Regions from separate parts of the Mus musculus genome. Here all the other regions are linked to region 1. The links are chromatin contacts, called in public Hi-C maps. All regions are on one chromosome and are shown on one strand. Each heading gives the region's core, a stretch centred on a gene start, on an enhancer-like site or on the middle of the called end of the contact. The rest is flanking DNA. Distances are from core to core; before and after follow the strand shown.

Region 1 (4,562 bases), core at 1,323-3,822:
AACGTGCTGTGTGAAGACTGACAGGGGAAGGAGCTCCCTGGTTCCTCTGAGTGTCGAAGATCAAGAGGAGGGAGACCAGCATAAGATGAAAATCTTCTGGCTTTTCATTTCCCTCAAGAACAGACTGGGGAACAGTGTGTTCCCCCACAGTGGAGGTTACCAGACTTCCTAAATTCTGAGTAGAAAAGGGGGTATCTTTGTGAACTGAAACAGACTGCAATTCATTCATGAGGAAAGAACTCAACATATTGCCTGATAGGGATCTGGGGTAGGAATGAGCCCAGAAATGCTTCTCTGTTGTCTTCCTTGGGTAAAGAGCAGGCTGAGGCATAGGCATGAGCTTGAGAAGATGCAGCACATGTGACCTGTTCGGCTCATCCCTCAGTGCAGCACCAGGAGCAGTCTAGTCCCCTCTTTCTCTGACCCCCTCCCAATTCTTAGAGGCAGTACCACAGAGCTTACATCCTGCTTGATTTCCTATCTAGGACTCATCTGGCACCAGAGGCAGCCTATATTGGAGGAAGGGAAATCTCTTTCCAACCTCCATGTATAAAAGCTCTGAATATGATTTCAGAGAACTCAGTAGAGAGGATGTCTGTGTAGAAAGACTCCTATTCCTGTCTGTCTTCAATCAAAGAAACCAATTTTTACAGCCCCCCTAAATATGGATATAGCTTTTTCCTTTATAAATACATATTTTTTATTTATCAAGCAAATATCTGAAAAAAAAACATCCCCAATTGCTATTGCAGCCTACAAGTCCAGGCCTCCAATGGCAATATCTCCCTTTCTAAACTCAATCCCACAGGATTGCAACTCAGCCTAAGATTACCCTGGGATGATACAGGTTGCTGAGAGCACTGTCCTCCAGCATCTACCTGAGAGGATGAAATGAAGTAGATGATAGGTAGATTGGAGTATGTTTCATGATTGTGGGGGTAGGGGGGAGGTGGCTCAGTCACTAAACACTTAGACCTTACCCTGACTGTGCAGGCCTATAATCCTAGGGCTGGGTTGGCAAAGACAAGGACATTCCTGATACTTGCTAGGCAACCAGGCTAGCCAAATCAATGAGCTCCAGATTCTGTGAAAAAACCATTCCTCAAAATACAAGGTGAACAGCCCCTGAGCTTTAAAGACACAGGGCGTTGACCTTGGCCTCCACACATATGCATAGACATGTGGATCACACACCCTCCCCATGGACACACACAAACATGCTTAAATGTATGCTCACAAGAGTAGGTCAGAGGATTTCAGACACAGAGCTTTCAACCTCTGTGAGAAACTAGAGTCTCTAATGGTTGCTGAGTAAGTAAATAGTGGATCCCCCCCTCCCCTACTTTCAAACACTCTTTTCATTCAGCTGTCTGATGGCCCTATTGGCTAATTCATTTCCTTCCCCAAAGACTGCTGAATATTTAAAGCAGGAACTTTAGATGTGCCCAGTGACTTCACATCGCCGTTATATCTGGCTTAATTTCTTCTTACAAGTCCTGTTCTGATACCCTCTCCTCTCCTGTATTCCCAGGTGCCTCATCAACCCAGCTGCTGGACTCAGCCCCTCCTCTCCATAGTTGGCTCATGGCAATTCTTTCTGAGACCTTCACACAGACCCTTTGATTTGTCCATTGACAGAGAATTTTGGAGATAAATTTTCAGGTAGAATAAACTTGCTCATAACTCAAAGCTATTTATGTAAATTCAGCTCCAAACACTGGCCTGATTTTCCAGCAAAAACTCAGATGTAGGATGGACTAGATACGTCTCTTTTAAGTCTCTAAATGCCCACATATTTTCCTGAGGTCAGCAAATGGTTGACTTGAAGGGGAGATATTGTGATTTGTGCTCAAGAAACTTAAGTTATGAGTGATCATAGCTTCATCTTTAAAACGGAAATAATGATTACATCAACTTTCATGGGGCTGGTGTGAGAATTAAAATGTGGTACTATTTGTAACTGTTTTTTTACAACACTATAAGCATAAGACATATTGTTCGTGCTGGTTGGAGGCAGATGTCTTGACAGGAAATCTCTGGAGGTCGCTCTCAGTGTAAACATCCCATGATTCTCTGCCTCAGACAGGGAGATGAACTGCTGCAGCTGCTGCCCTTAGCAACGGGCCAGCTGAGCGGCAGGCTGCACTTCACAATGGCGGCCGCTAGATGGCACGTCCCTTGAAAAACTTCTGCTGCCACAGAACATCTGGATTCTTACAGAGGAAGCTTCTCAAAGGGCATGTAGTTAATGTGGAAGAAACCTGGAGTCCCATCTCCACGGCGACAGAAGCCCTATTCAAGGATCAGAAGTACTCTGAAATACACATAAAAACGAGGGACACCACCCTTTCTTGCTTATTGGTACATTGACATTTTCTTCGTTCCGCTGTAGGGCTCAGAGATGCACTGGTACCCCATGAGGCATCTGGAAAAAGGCAACTAACTTGTTTATCTGAATTCCTCAAAAGGAGAGCAGCGTGATGAAAAATGAATGCCACCAATTATTACACAACAATGTAAGTGTCTAATTCCTCAGCCAGTAACCTCTCTTTAGCACTCCAGCAGTGCTTCAGCCGGCCATGTAAGGAGCTACCCTCAGTCTACCCTCAGGGAGATTCCCATATCAACTATGGCATCTTGGGCAGTCACATCCTGTATGCTCATAGGATCTGCATCACAGAGGTACATGGAGTCATCAGATACACAGGATGAGAACTACCTGTGAGGGCTTTTGTTAGGACCTTCCAGTCAGTCCATTTATTTGTTCTATTTCACTTGATCTTCAGTTGCACTTCCTGCACTCTCAAGTGCAGGAACCCTAAGGTGGCATTTTTCGCAGAGAGAACAACTGTGATAAAAGTCCATCTGTGACCTAAGAGAAGCACCGAGAACAGCAAGGAGGGTATGCTGTGCCTAACATATGCATGTGTCTTATATCTAAGAGTCCTGTCATCCTAGAAAGCCTTTGGACCTGATCTGTTAGAATTTCTAGGTGGAAGCCAAGTCTGTTCAACCTATTTCCTTCTCTAACTTAAGGTTCCCTATTTGGTTTTAACTCAGTAAATATAACTGCCACTTTTCTAACATTGATTAGTGGGAGGAAATGATCTAGATAAACTCCTGGAAAACTTGTGTTTAGTATGTCATACTTTTAAGATTTAGCTATGTAAATGTGTATGCTGGATATAGATGTATATGCATATGTATATGACGTATATGTATATGTATATGATGTATATGCATATGATGTATATGTGTATGTGTATGTGTATATGTATATGATGTATATGTATATGCATATGTATATGATGTATATGTATGTTGTATATATGTATGTGATGTATATATATATATGCATATGTTTATGATGTATATGTATATGTGTAGACACATACATACATGTGCTCATGGAGACAGTCACTGCACGTCTGTGGCCAGAATTACAGGCAGTATGAGCTGCCAAATGTGGGTCCTGGGAAATTAACACAGACTCTTTGCAAAAGGAGCAAGAACTCTGAGTCATCTCTCCAGTCCTATCTAGTATTCTATTAAAAATAATGATAATAATGAACAATACCTCTTAATTAGCAAGAGGAAAGTGAAATAAGAATAGATTTTCCATTTTCTTTGTTAAGTTTTTCAGAAACTGAAAATATGTGGGGTGGCAATATGAACAGCACTGGACAAAGATTTGTTTAATGAGCTTGGTTCTAACCATAAGCTTTGTATTAAAGAGGTCTTGGAAAGAGTTACTATCATTTTCATCCAAGTCAGAAATAAGAAATAGAAACTAAGAAAATAGATGTAACTTACCATATTCTCTGAACAGCAGTGAACAGTGCCTGTTTCTAAAACTTTCCTAAAGCCAGACTCTCTGGAAACATTGTGTAATTTCTTTTGGGAACTCACAAGTGGGACTATATACGTTTTGTGACCTTTTATAAATTATTACTTTTCTTAAAAACAACAACAAAAAAGGCAGGTAAAAAAGTCTCCTCAAGTCCTGTCTCAAACCAAGAGTTGAGAAGACCAAAGCTTCTTGTGCAACTATCGAGAAGTTCCCTATAAGGACTTGACCTCTAAGACTGGACGCTAGGTGGGAAAGAGATTATTACAGCCTCAGGGGGTTCCTGTGCTAGGGTTATGTCTGCATTAGTGTTTTATCTATGACTGACAGAGGAGAGAGAAATATGGAGACACACATAAGGAAAGTTACTTAGAGAAGAGTAAGGTTGGAAGTGGCTATAAATGGAGTCTAGAGTGGGATCATTTTCCCTCTACTAGGCTTGTGTTTGCTTTACAGACTTTCAGGGAACACAAATTTGGGTTATCTACTCTTCTCAGTGATGGGGACCCTGCTCACGATCTAGAGCTAGGTGTGAATGACCACCATTGCTGTCAAGCAAACTTGTACCTGTCCCTTTGTTCTTTCTCACCAAGATGGACGAGAGTCCTCTGAGGGACTTAAGAGAATTTCCCAGGTGTCAAAATGCAAAATCTGAGTTGAGTTCACCTCTTTTAACTATTTCAAATATATGAAAATAATTCCCATAATTCACATG
Region 2 (4,865 bases), core at 2,068-4,567, 350 kb after region 1:
CTAACTTGGAATTCAGGAATCTACCTGCCTTTGTGTCTTTCTGACAAACTGGCTCATAGTGCAGATGCCTCTTCTCTTCTATGTCCATGAAGCTCCTTATAGAATTCATATTGCATCCTTATATTTTGCATAGTTGAGAAATTATATATATATATATGTGTGTGTGTGTGTGTGTGTGTGTGTGTGTGTGTGTGTGTGCATATATATATAAACTCATGTTCTCAGAGTTCCTTCTCACAGCCTTAAGGGCTGTCCTGAAGGTCTCAGTGTTTACCACTTTTCTGAGACGTGAAACACAATCATCTTGACTCCCAGACTCATGCTATCTCTGATTGCCATGGAACCATTAACCTTAGCAGAGAGGACATTCCTTGAAGAAGGAACATGAAAATATGTACATTATTATACAAAAGAGCCTTATACCCATAGCAACTGTCAGCATTCATGGAGGCCTACACCCTGCTGGCTCTGTTCCAGGGACAGGAACTATGTCACTTCATCCCTTGAGTGAGCATGCTTGACTCAAATGATTAAAATATAATATTTGTAAAACATTGCTGTTTAAATTTTCTATGAAGCCATACTTTGATCTAACGTATATCCTGTTCTTTTAATATTCCCAAACAGTAAAGTTTCATAGACTGTATACAACTTCTTCAAAAGTTAGCTGGTAAATCTCTATTTACTTTCATGGTTACAAGAGAAGGTAGCCTAAAAGACTTTGGTGAGTAAAGTCCTGTCGGCTCCCTAACTGGCCCAATCTCAGCATTTGTTGGTACACCTGATACCTTCCCAAGTAATCGTGCAGTCTGAGAGCCTGTGAGCCTGATGCCCTGTGCTCCCTAGTACAGGGTTAAGGCCACATAGGTTCTAAGAACATTTTGTTTTCTTGAAGATTTCTATTACTGCTATAAATATTTCATTGTGGCTTTTATGTAAATGCAGCAAGAAAGGCAAGACAGAAAAATTTATTTGTAAGCTTTAGGGGGAAAATGAGGAATCTGAAACTGTTTATTGAAAATAAATGAATATGGAATGTAGACAGGAGGCCAAGAAAGAAATGAATATTTTTCCCTAAGTAGCACATGAACAGAATCCCAGATATTAAGTGATAGCTGGTAGGGACTGTGTCAGGGCATCCAAGCATGCTTTGTCTCCTCTTCTGCAGACAGGCCATGGTAAGCCCCAACTCATGAGTCCCACTGAAAGCCCAGCCCTGGGCTATTTTTCAGAAAACTTAATTTGAGTCTTTGTTTCTCCATCATTTGAAGCAGCATTTCTCAAGCTTCCTAATGCTACAACGCTTTAATACAGTTCCTCATGTTGTAATGACCCCCAAATGATAAATTATTTCATTGCTACTTCATACCTGTAATTTTGCTACTGTTACAAATTATAATGCCAATATCTGACATGCAGGATATCTGACATGTGACCCCACAGGTTGAGAACCATTAATTTAAAGTCTTCTCCTGTCAGAGAAAAAAATTCCATGTTTCACCTCATTCTGACAAGTCTTTGTGATTAGGTTCTTGAAAAACAGAAATAGATATTACTCATATCTAGATATACAGGGACTTCATACACAGTATTCCATGGGGATCTTGTGATATATGAAGGTTACTGGGACCTTTACATACGAATGCTTTGTGAAACACTCTATGATTTGTGGTATAGACCATATTATTTTTCCTATTTTTGAGATGCCATGTCCTGGGGAGCTGCCACTGAAGATGTACTTGTCTTTTTACAGATTTTCAGAGACAGTAGCACAGAATCCATAGACATGAGGAAGGCACCAAGCCTGGTTAGGAGGCAGAGAAGTGGGAGGATATAAGCAACAGCCTTTACTCTGGCTTCTTGGACAGAATGGAAGCAGGAGAGAAGCATAGCATACCTCTAAATTAAGCTACGGCTAAACCTCAGTGGTAAAGTGCTCATCTAAATTATATAAGACCCTGTGTTTAACCATTCCTCTCTCTCTCTCTCTCTCTCTCTCTCTCTCTCTCTCTCTCTCTCTCTCTCTCACACACACACACACACACACACACACACATACACAAACACACTAAATAAACCATCTGTGAGTCCGCATACACTCTTTAAAATTAAGCTTTAAGCATATTTATTGTACATTTTAATGTGACAAAATAAATCTGAAAATGACTGTGAAGTTGAGCCAAGGTTGTATAATAGGTGGAGGGACTGAAAATGCAATGGAAGTCGGTGTAACCCTAAGCAAATGCCAGCAACCCTGGTTTACTGTCGCCAGTTTAGATACAGTATACCTCTCCTAGCTACACTCCCCCCACCCCTCTGTCTGTCTGTCTGTCCTCCCCTTCTCATATACTACATAGCAAGACAGTTATGACAACATTCAAATTTTAGAGTGGTGACAGGAAGATCTGAGAGAAAGTGAAGCCATTTAGCATTTTGCTGCTGCTAGTAAGTTGAAAGCCTTTGAAAAAGTCATTTGGCCACATAGGCTGAACACAATCCTTTACACACAGCAGAAAAGTCAATAAATCCTTACTGAATTGATTTGAGTCTCAGCTTCCTTATCTATGACAGGAAGGGATTAAAGCAGATATGTTTCAATGCTATTTACATTCTTAAATATGATCATCTTCTGATGTCTGACACTGCCCCAAACCCTAATGTTTATATCATCTAAAAAATTATCCAATCAAAATTGCATTACCCACTAGCTTACCACAGGTTCCATCTCTCTCTCTCTTTCTCTCTCTCTCTCTCTCTCTCTCTCTCTCTCTCTCTCTCTCTCTGTGTGTGTGTCACACACACACACACACACACACATACACAATTGCGGATCAGAAGAATAGTCTGGGCTCACTAAGCCAGCATTCAAGACCACAGGAAAGGCAGGCATCCTGGACTATGTTAGGAGTGAGATAAGAGGGACCTGCCAGAATGCAAGGCTACCAGCACAGAGGAGCATTTTGGGTAGCAGTGTCACTGCATGCTTGCAACCCCGCTGCTGTAAGAAACACTGGTAAAGATGTGATTGTAGGAAGTCATTTGACACTGAACAGTCCTGTTGACTCATCACTCTTGTTCTGATACAAGGCTGATTCTTTTCTTCTCTAAATAAAAAAAGAAATGCCCTGACAACATAAATAACCCCATGGGGCTAGGGTTTGGGGAGCAAGAGGGAAGTAGAGAAGCCTTCTCAGCATGGCCAGCCTCTTGTAATCATTTGTCCTGGGCTCTTGGGCACACAGCAGTGCTCTGAACTCTCTCCTTACCTCTTAAGGCAAGAGGGGAAAGCAAGATAAAAAGGAGGGAACTGTTCCTCTCATAGTACTAAAGGGAACAGCCAGAATGCAAGGCTGCCAACAGCTTGACTTGGAAAGTGATGAGCTCTGTGGCTCACAACTAGGCAGAAGACTGGGAGTGAGGGGAAACAGATGCCTGCAGGCAAACACTGCTGCCCTTTCTTGACTCAACAGGACACAATCAAGCTTTCAAGTCCTGGAATTTTCCCTCAACTTGCAGTTATTTTACCATATCCTGTTGAGCCAAAGTCTTCACTACTCTGAGCTTCATTTCTCATAGGATTACACAGAGACAAATAGATATTCTTCTTCCCTTTGCCCATCTGCTGCTTCCGGTCATGAAGGGAAAGGCCTCCTCTAGAGAGTGTGTGGTCTACAGAAGACTGAGTCTAGTCTGAGATTCTATACAAGTTCTTGATGATTTTGTGAATTCCAAACCAAAGTTGCTCTCTTCAAAGAAGCTGTGGATGTCTGAGTTCCATGACTCCAAATATGAGATCTTGGACTTCATTCAATGCTTTGTAATATTACCTCATTAGAACATCTAATCTTGTGAAGAACTGAAACCTTTCTAGTAACAGTGCCACGTGTAGAATCCCAATGTGTGTGTCAGCCAGAAAGGAAACTGCCTAGTTGAAGCTGGCACAGAAGACCTGTGCATTCTTGCCGAGGCTATTCCTGGGACTCCTTGCCCTGACTCGTATTTGGGAAGTGGTTTGAAAGCCAGTACTCTATTTCCTGTCAAGAGCCGAGGACTTAAGAAAGGATGTTAGAGCCATCCCACTGCCTCAGTTCTTGCCTCAGCCTACATTCATCGGGGATATAGGTAGAGGCCCACGTTATCTGTGGATTGATTCACAGGCCCTCAGTGTGTACAATATAGGTGGAGGCTCATACTATGTACATGATTCACAGGCCCTCAGTATGTGTGACATAGGTGGAGGCACATGCTATGTCTGGACTGACTCACAGGCCCTCAGTATGTGTGAAGCACAAGGAAGAATCAGATCCTCTTTATCTCCACTCTGTCCACAATGACTTACAAATTATAGGTATCTGTTAAGTGACTTTTAAGTTCAATAGTAAAAGGTAGTATGTAATTGCAGTTTCACCGGGGGAGAACCATGGTTAAGAAATCTATACCTTCAGAAGTCAATCTTAAAGATCCATACAAATAAGGCATAACCAGACCCTTTGAAAACTGAAGTTCCAGCTCATCAAAGTAACCATTTTTGAAGTAACTTCCTTCCTACCAAGACTCTACTTCCTGTCTGTGGACTGCTTCTTTACTCTGTCAGCCTCCTCTCATGGGCATATGTCTCCCTCATTACCTCTATGTGCACACACATACATACACCACACACACACACATATACATACACATACACACACACGCATACACACGTATACACAAACATACATACACACAACATATACATATATATACATATGCACACATACACACAGATAAATACAAAAATACACATATAGATACACATACATATATATACATACATACATACAAACATGCACAAACACACATATACATACAGATATGCACACACATAC
Region 3 (4,650 bases), core at 1,124-3,623, 470 kb after region 1:
TGTTGTTGTTGTTGTTGTTGTTGTTGTTGTTGTTGTTTATAGTAGAGATGGTGGTGATGATGATGGTGATGGTGGTGATGGTAGTGATAATGATGGTGATGTTAATGATGGTGGAGGTATGATAATGGTGATGGTGGTAGTGATTTCATGACAATCATAGTGCTGCTGCTGATGGTGGTGATGATGGTAGTAATAACGGTGATTGGGATGGTAGTGAAGGGGGTAATAACAGTGATAGTGGTAAAGGCAAAGATAAAGATAGTAGTGACACTGGCAATTTAGGTTTGGTGATGATTTTGTTAGTAAAGCAATTGAAACTTGAGTTTCTAATGACCTTAATTCCTAGACAACAAACAAGTGCTAACACCAATCCATAGCCAATTAACAGCAACACACCTATGTTGTTTCAGCCAAGGTCATCATGTTTCCCGTCTTCCTGAGCTTTTAATTTTTATGCATTGTAGGTTTTCTTTTTTATAGATTTATTTATTTTATATATATGAGTACACAGTTGCAGTCTTCAGACACACCAGAATAAGGCATCAGATTACATTACAAATGGTTGTAAGCCACAATGTAGTTGCTAGAAACTGAACTTAGGACCTCTGGAAAAGCAGTCAGTGTTATTAACCACTGAGCCATCTCCCCAGACCCCTGCATTGTGTTTTAAAACTGTGAAATCTACGCTCTGAAAATTTTGAAAGGCTAGTTCAAAATTGTCTATCCCAAGCACACTGTCACAGAATTGATCTAGTAGTATGTCACCTTGCATACCTGAGTCTATGTGTACTGAGCAGAGAAGTTCTATGTCCCTTCACCCTAGGCCCTGTAAGCCAACCATCTAATTTCTGATTTTATGTGTCTAATGAGGTTGGATGTCTTACATAAGTAGAATTATTCAGTATACTCTTGTGACATGTGATCATCCATGTAGCTTCACATGACAAGATTTCCTGAATATGCCTATGCATATGTGTACATTTACATATGCATATTTATGTATGAATATGTATGTGTGTGATATAGATCATATATTATGTATCATAGATATCACATATATGTCATATTACATCATACATATACGGCATTTAAGTTGCTCCCATGGCGCATTACTTACTTTTCATGCTATGAGCAGAATGCCCAACAGAAATAGCATAAGAAAGGAGATGCTTGCTCTGACTTACCATGGCAGAGGCGCAGTCTGTCTAAGTCAATTCTATTGCTATGAAGAGATTCCATGACCACAGTGACTCTTACAAAAGAAAGCATTTAATCCGGCCTGGCTTACACTCAGAGGTTTAGTCCATTATTGTCATGATGAGAAGCATGGCAGTACACAGGCAAACCTGGTGCTGGAGAAACAGCAGAGATTTCTGCATCTCAGAAGGCAGTGTGGGGAGGGAGAGGCCCTGGGCTTGGCTTGAGTATTTGAAACCTCAAAGCCCAGGCCCCAGTAACACACTTCCTCCAAAAAGCCACACCTACTCCAGCAAGGCCATGCCTCCTCCAACAAGGCCACACCCATATCCGTGCCACTCCCTGGTGACCAAGAATTCAAATCTATGAGTCTATCGGGGTCATTCTTATACAAACCACCACACAGCCCATCATGGTGGAAAGACATGGGAGTTCATGTGGAGCTCATGGTTGAGGAGCAGCTCTGTGCAGCAGAGGTTTATTCACTTGACACCAAGCAGGAAAGAGAGACAGAAAGACAGAACCAGAGGTAGACAAAACCTCAAAGGCCTACCCCTAGTAACCTGTCTCCACAAGTTTCAAAGGTTCCTAATTCTTTAGAATAGTGCCACAAGTTGGGGACCAAGTACTCATACAATTAGCATGTGGGGAACATTTCACAATCAAACTATAATATTCTACCTAACTCCCAAAGGCGCATGGCCATCCTATAATACAAAACAAATTTAGTCTAAAACCAAAAGTCCTAAGTGTCTCAGCAGTGTTCAAAAACAGTGTCTCCACTGGGACTAAAAGCAATCTTTTCACTGTGAGCCTCTAGGAAGTCAGAAAGTTACATACTTCCAATATATAATGGCACAGAGTCGAGTCGTGTCGCAATTACCATCCCAAGAGGAAGGAGTAGGAGGGATAGCAAGGAAAGACTGAACTTATCAAGGCAAACAATTCTATAGCCCAGCCCCCGTGGACTTGCCATTTGCAGCACATGTGGCTTCTCCCTGGGTGCCTGCAGGATACCACAGAAGGTATCACATGCTGCTGGCATCTCCAACATCCAAGGGTACAATCATAACTTGGATTTCATCCCAGGCACTTCCTGCAGGGAATTCAACCCTACTGCACTTTCTTTAGAACCTTCCTGAGTCCTGCATTATGTATGCATGCCCTCACCAGCAGCACCGTGTGGACAAACCCCCCTTTCTGCTGTCAGCTTGAGCTGTCGCTAGGTTCCCTTGGACTACAGCTGCAGCTGAATCCAGAAAAATACTTCCTTATATGGCTCCGTGCCTCTCTGCCATCAAACAGCCCAGCTTCTCTCTCAGTATGCTCCTTGGTTGATTCATGTGGTCTGGGTTAGGGGTCGTGAGACTGAATATAAAGGGAAAATGAAGAGGACGTGGGCTAAGGAAAGAGTCCTACACCGTAGAGTCTGGCTGAAGTCTCTCAACAGCTGAAAGTTATGAATTCCAACACAATTGCTAAAATTTGCTTTGAGGCTGTCTGCATAGAGAAATGTCTTGAGAATGAGTGATAAACTAGCATGGAATTGAGTATGCTGAGGATATATATATATATTTATGTATATATATATATATATATATATATATATATATATATATATATATATATATGCCTTTCAAGCATGGCCTATCTTCTTTTCCAGCTCTAAACATGCAGTTTTCTGAGAATCTCACAAATAAGACTATGCTCTTCACTTACAGTTTTAAAGAAGCCTTAGCTTACTTGTGAGTCCTTGTATTCTATGGTTTTACCAAATAAAAATGGGGGTATAAGGAGATTCTTTAGAAACCCTTTGAGCAAAGTAACTTCAGAAGCCACAAAATCCAAACATGGTGTCCTGGTTTGCTTTCTGTTGCTGTGATAGAACCCTGATCAAAACCAACTGGGGCAGGCAAGCATGGGTTCATTTTCCACTTTGCAGACTACAGTCTGTAGTAAAGAGACGTCAGAGCAGGAAGCTGGAGGCAGGAACTGAAGCAGAAACCATAGAGAAATGCTACTTTCTGGCCTGCTTCCCAGGACATACTCAGCCTTTCTTACACAACTCATTGCTACCTCAGGAATGGCACCACCCACAGTGGGTTGGACTCTCTCCATATAGATCATTAGGAGGCCCCACTTTCAGGTGATTCTAGCTTCTGTCGAGTTAACAGAAGGATTAATCAGCACAGATGGCAATGGCTACGACTTTTCAGCGTGTCTCTCTTTTGAGAAGCCCACACCCACACTTGGGTAGGTACTGTCTTTTGCTAGGTACCTCCTGCTATTAATGCCGATGGATAAATCCATGTAAAAGTCTCTTCATCACAACCTTAAAACCTATTTTATACTGTCTCATCCTGGAATTGTCTTCTGCAGTGATTCAAGAATCCAGCTTTGCCTGAGAGAGCTAGAACTTCTCACACATTAGATATAGCAGCCAGCATGGAGCTAAGCCTCCATGACCACTCCTACTGCCACTGACAGCAGCTTAGAAGCTTCAAAAAAATGACAGATGAGGAACTGTGTCCTAAGAATGACATTTGATCCACAGTCAAATTGTCCCTCACCCCTTGCTACTCACTCCACCAGCTGCAAAGAGGCAGCAATAATAGGCTCTGTGATTATTCTAAATGGGCTCTATAGTGTGATCAAAAGTTTTTAAAATCAATAGGCCCTAACTCACTTTACTTAAAAAGGAATGCTGGGATTACATGACAGTTATGGTGCCCATGGGAGATTATAATCATCACTTGGAATAAACAACTGGAAGAAAAATAGGGGAAAAAGAAGGGACAGGTCAGAAATGGGGAGAGGGTTATGACAGGATATAGAAAGTTAATGTTCTGAAGGTCTGGGACTCACAGTCTCTGGAAGTCAGGGAAGACTATTCTGCCCATCACTCACTTGATGGCAAAAAGCAAAATCAACGCTGCAGAGGTGTCGTCTGCATAGGACTCAGTTCTCGCAAAAGAAAAGATAAATGCTCCTGGAGGTCTTTTTTATTTCTATTCTTAATAACATTAGTACTATTCCAGCTCATTCAATGTCTCTTCTTTAATATCACAAAACCTCTAAGAAGACTGACTTCTGTCTCCTTGGATCTTTTCTGTGCCCTTCCATTCCCTTTGCATTTTAATATGAAGGTTAACAATACTGTAATTTGCCCCATTGAAACGCACCATCTCCCCTCTCCAAAAAATAGGCTATTGTGATTATTGAGTAGGTCTGAGCACTTGGCATTCGTCTCCCTGACTGTAAGTAGACGGCCCTTTCTTCTTATGATAACTGAAACATCCATCACAACACTCACTGTCCTGCAGGAGCTGATCTAGGAGCAATCCTGCTTTGTGCCACTCCAGCCCCTTTGGGAGAAAGATCATTTTTAAAATAATGACTTGCCCAGCAGTTTATTACCAGCCTGGAGTCATTTTCACACCTCAGAAGTGAAGG

What was found. A called contact is a pair of places that touch in the nucleus more often than the background predicts.
Region 2: a contact with region 1 is called in a Hi-C map of uterus. The contact joins the enhancer-like site here to the promoter of 4930503O07Rik in region 1. A contact is called at or near these places in 8 of 484 Hi-C or Micro-C datasets (embryonic fibroblasts, myocytes, nephron progenitors and 1 more) and 3 of 115 datasets of contacts at active chromatin or transcription factors (astrocytes, differentiating embryonic stem cells and embryonic basal ganglia).
Region 3: a Hi-C map of stem cell-derived neural stem cells shows a contact between it and region 1, with 1.9 times the contacts expected there. The contact joins the enhancer-like site here to the promoter of 4930503O07Rik in region 1. A contact is called at or near these places in 10 of 484 Hi-C or Micro-C datasets (embryonic stem cells, myeloid progenitors, nephron progenitors and 3 more) and 2 of 115 datasets of contacts at active chromatin or transcription factors (astrocytes and embryonic basal ganglia).

What each region holds. Positions count from the first base shown.
Region 1 is chr1:194,220,769-194,225,330 of GRCm38.p6, reverse strand. It overlaps 4930503O07Rik (RIKEN cDNA 4930503O07 gene), which reads left to right and starts at 2,572. Exons shown (of 3, transcript NR_040477.1): 1 at 2,572-2,902.
Region 2 is chr1:193,874,818-193,879,682 of GRCm38.p6, reverse strand. No RefSeq gene overlaps it. Among named protein-coding and RNA genes, the nearest start is that of Gm31870, 220 kb to the right of the region's middle. Within about 2 kb of position 3,317, at least 13 of the 459 cell types and tissues checked have an H3K27ac peak or open chromatin away from gene starts, as enhancers often do. A contact at or near this core is called in uterus, where this site is marked.
Region 3 is chr1:193,749,719-193,754,368 of GRCm38.p6, reverse strand. No RefSeq gene overlaps it. Among named protein-coding and RNA genes, the nearest start is that of Gm31870, 97 kb to the right of the region's middle. Within about 2 kb of position 2,373, at least 24 of the 459 cell types and tissues checked have an H3K27ac peak or open chromatin away from gene starts, as enhancers often do. A contact at or near this core is called in stem cell-derived neural stem cells, where this site is marked.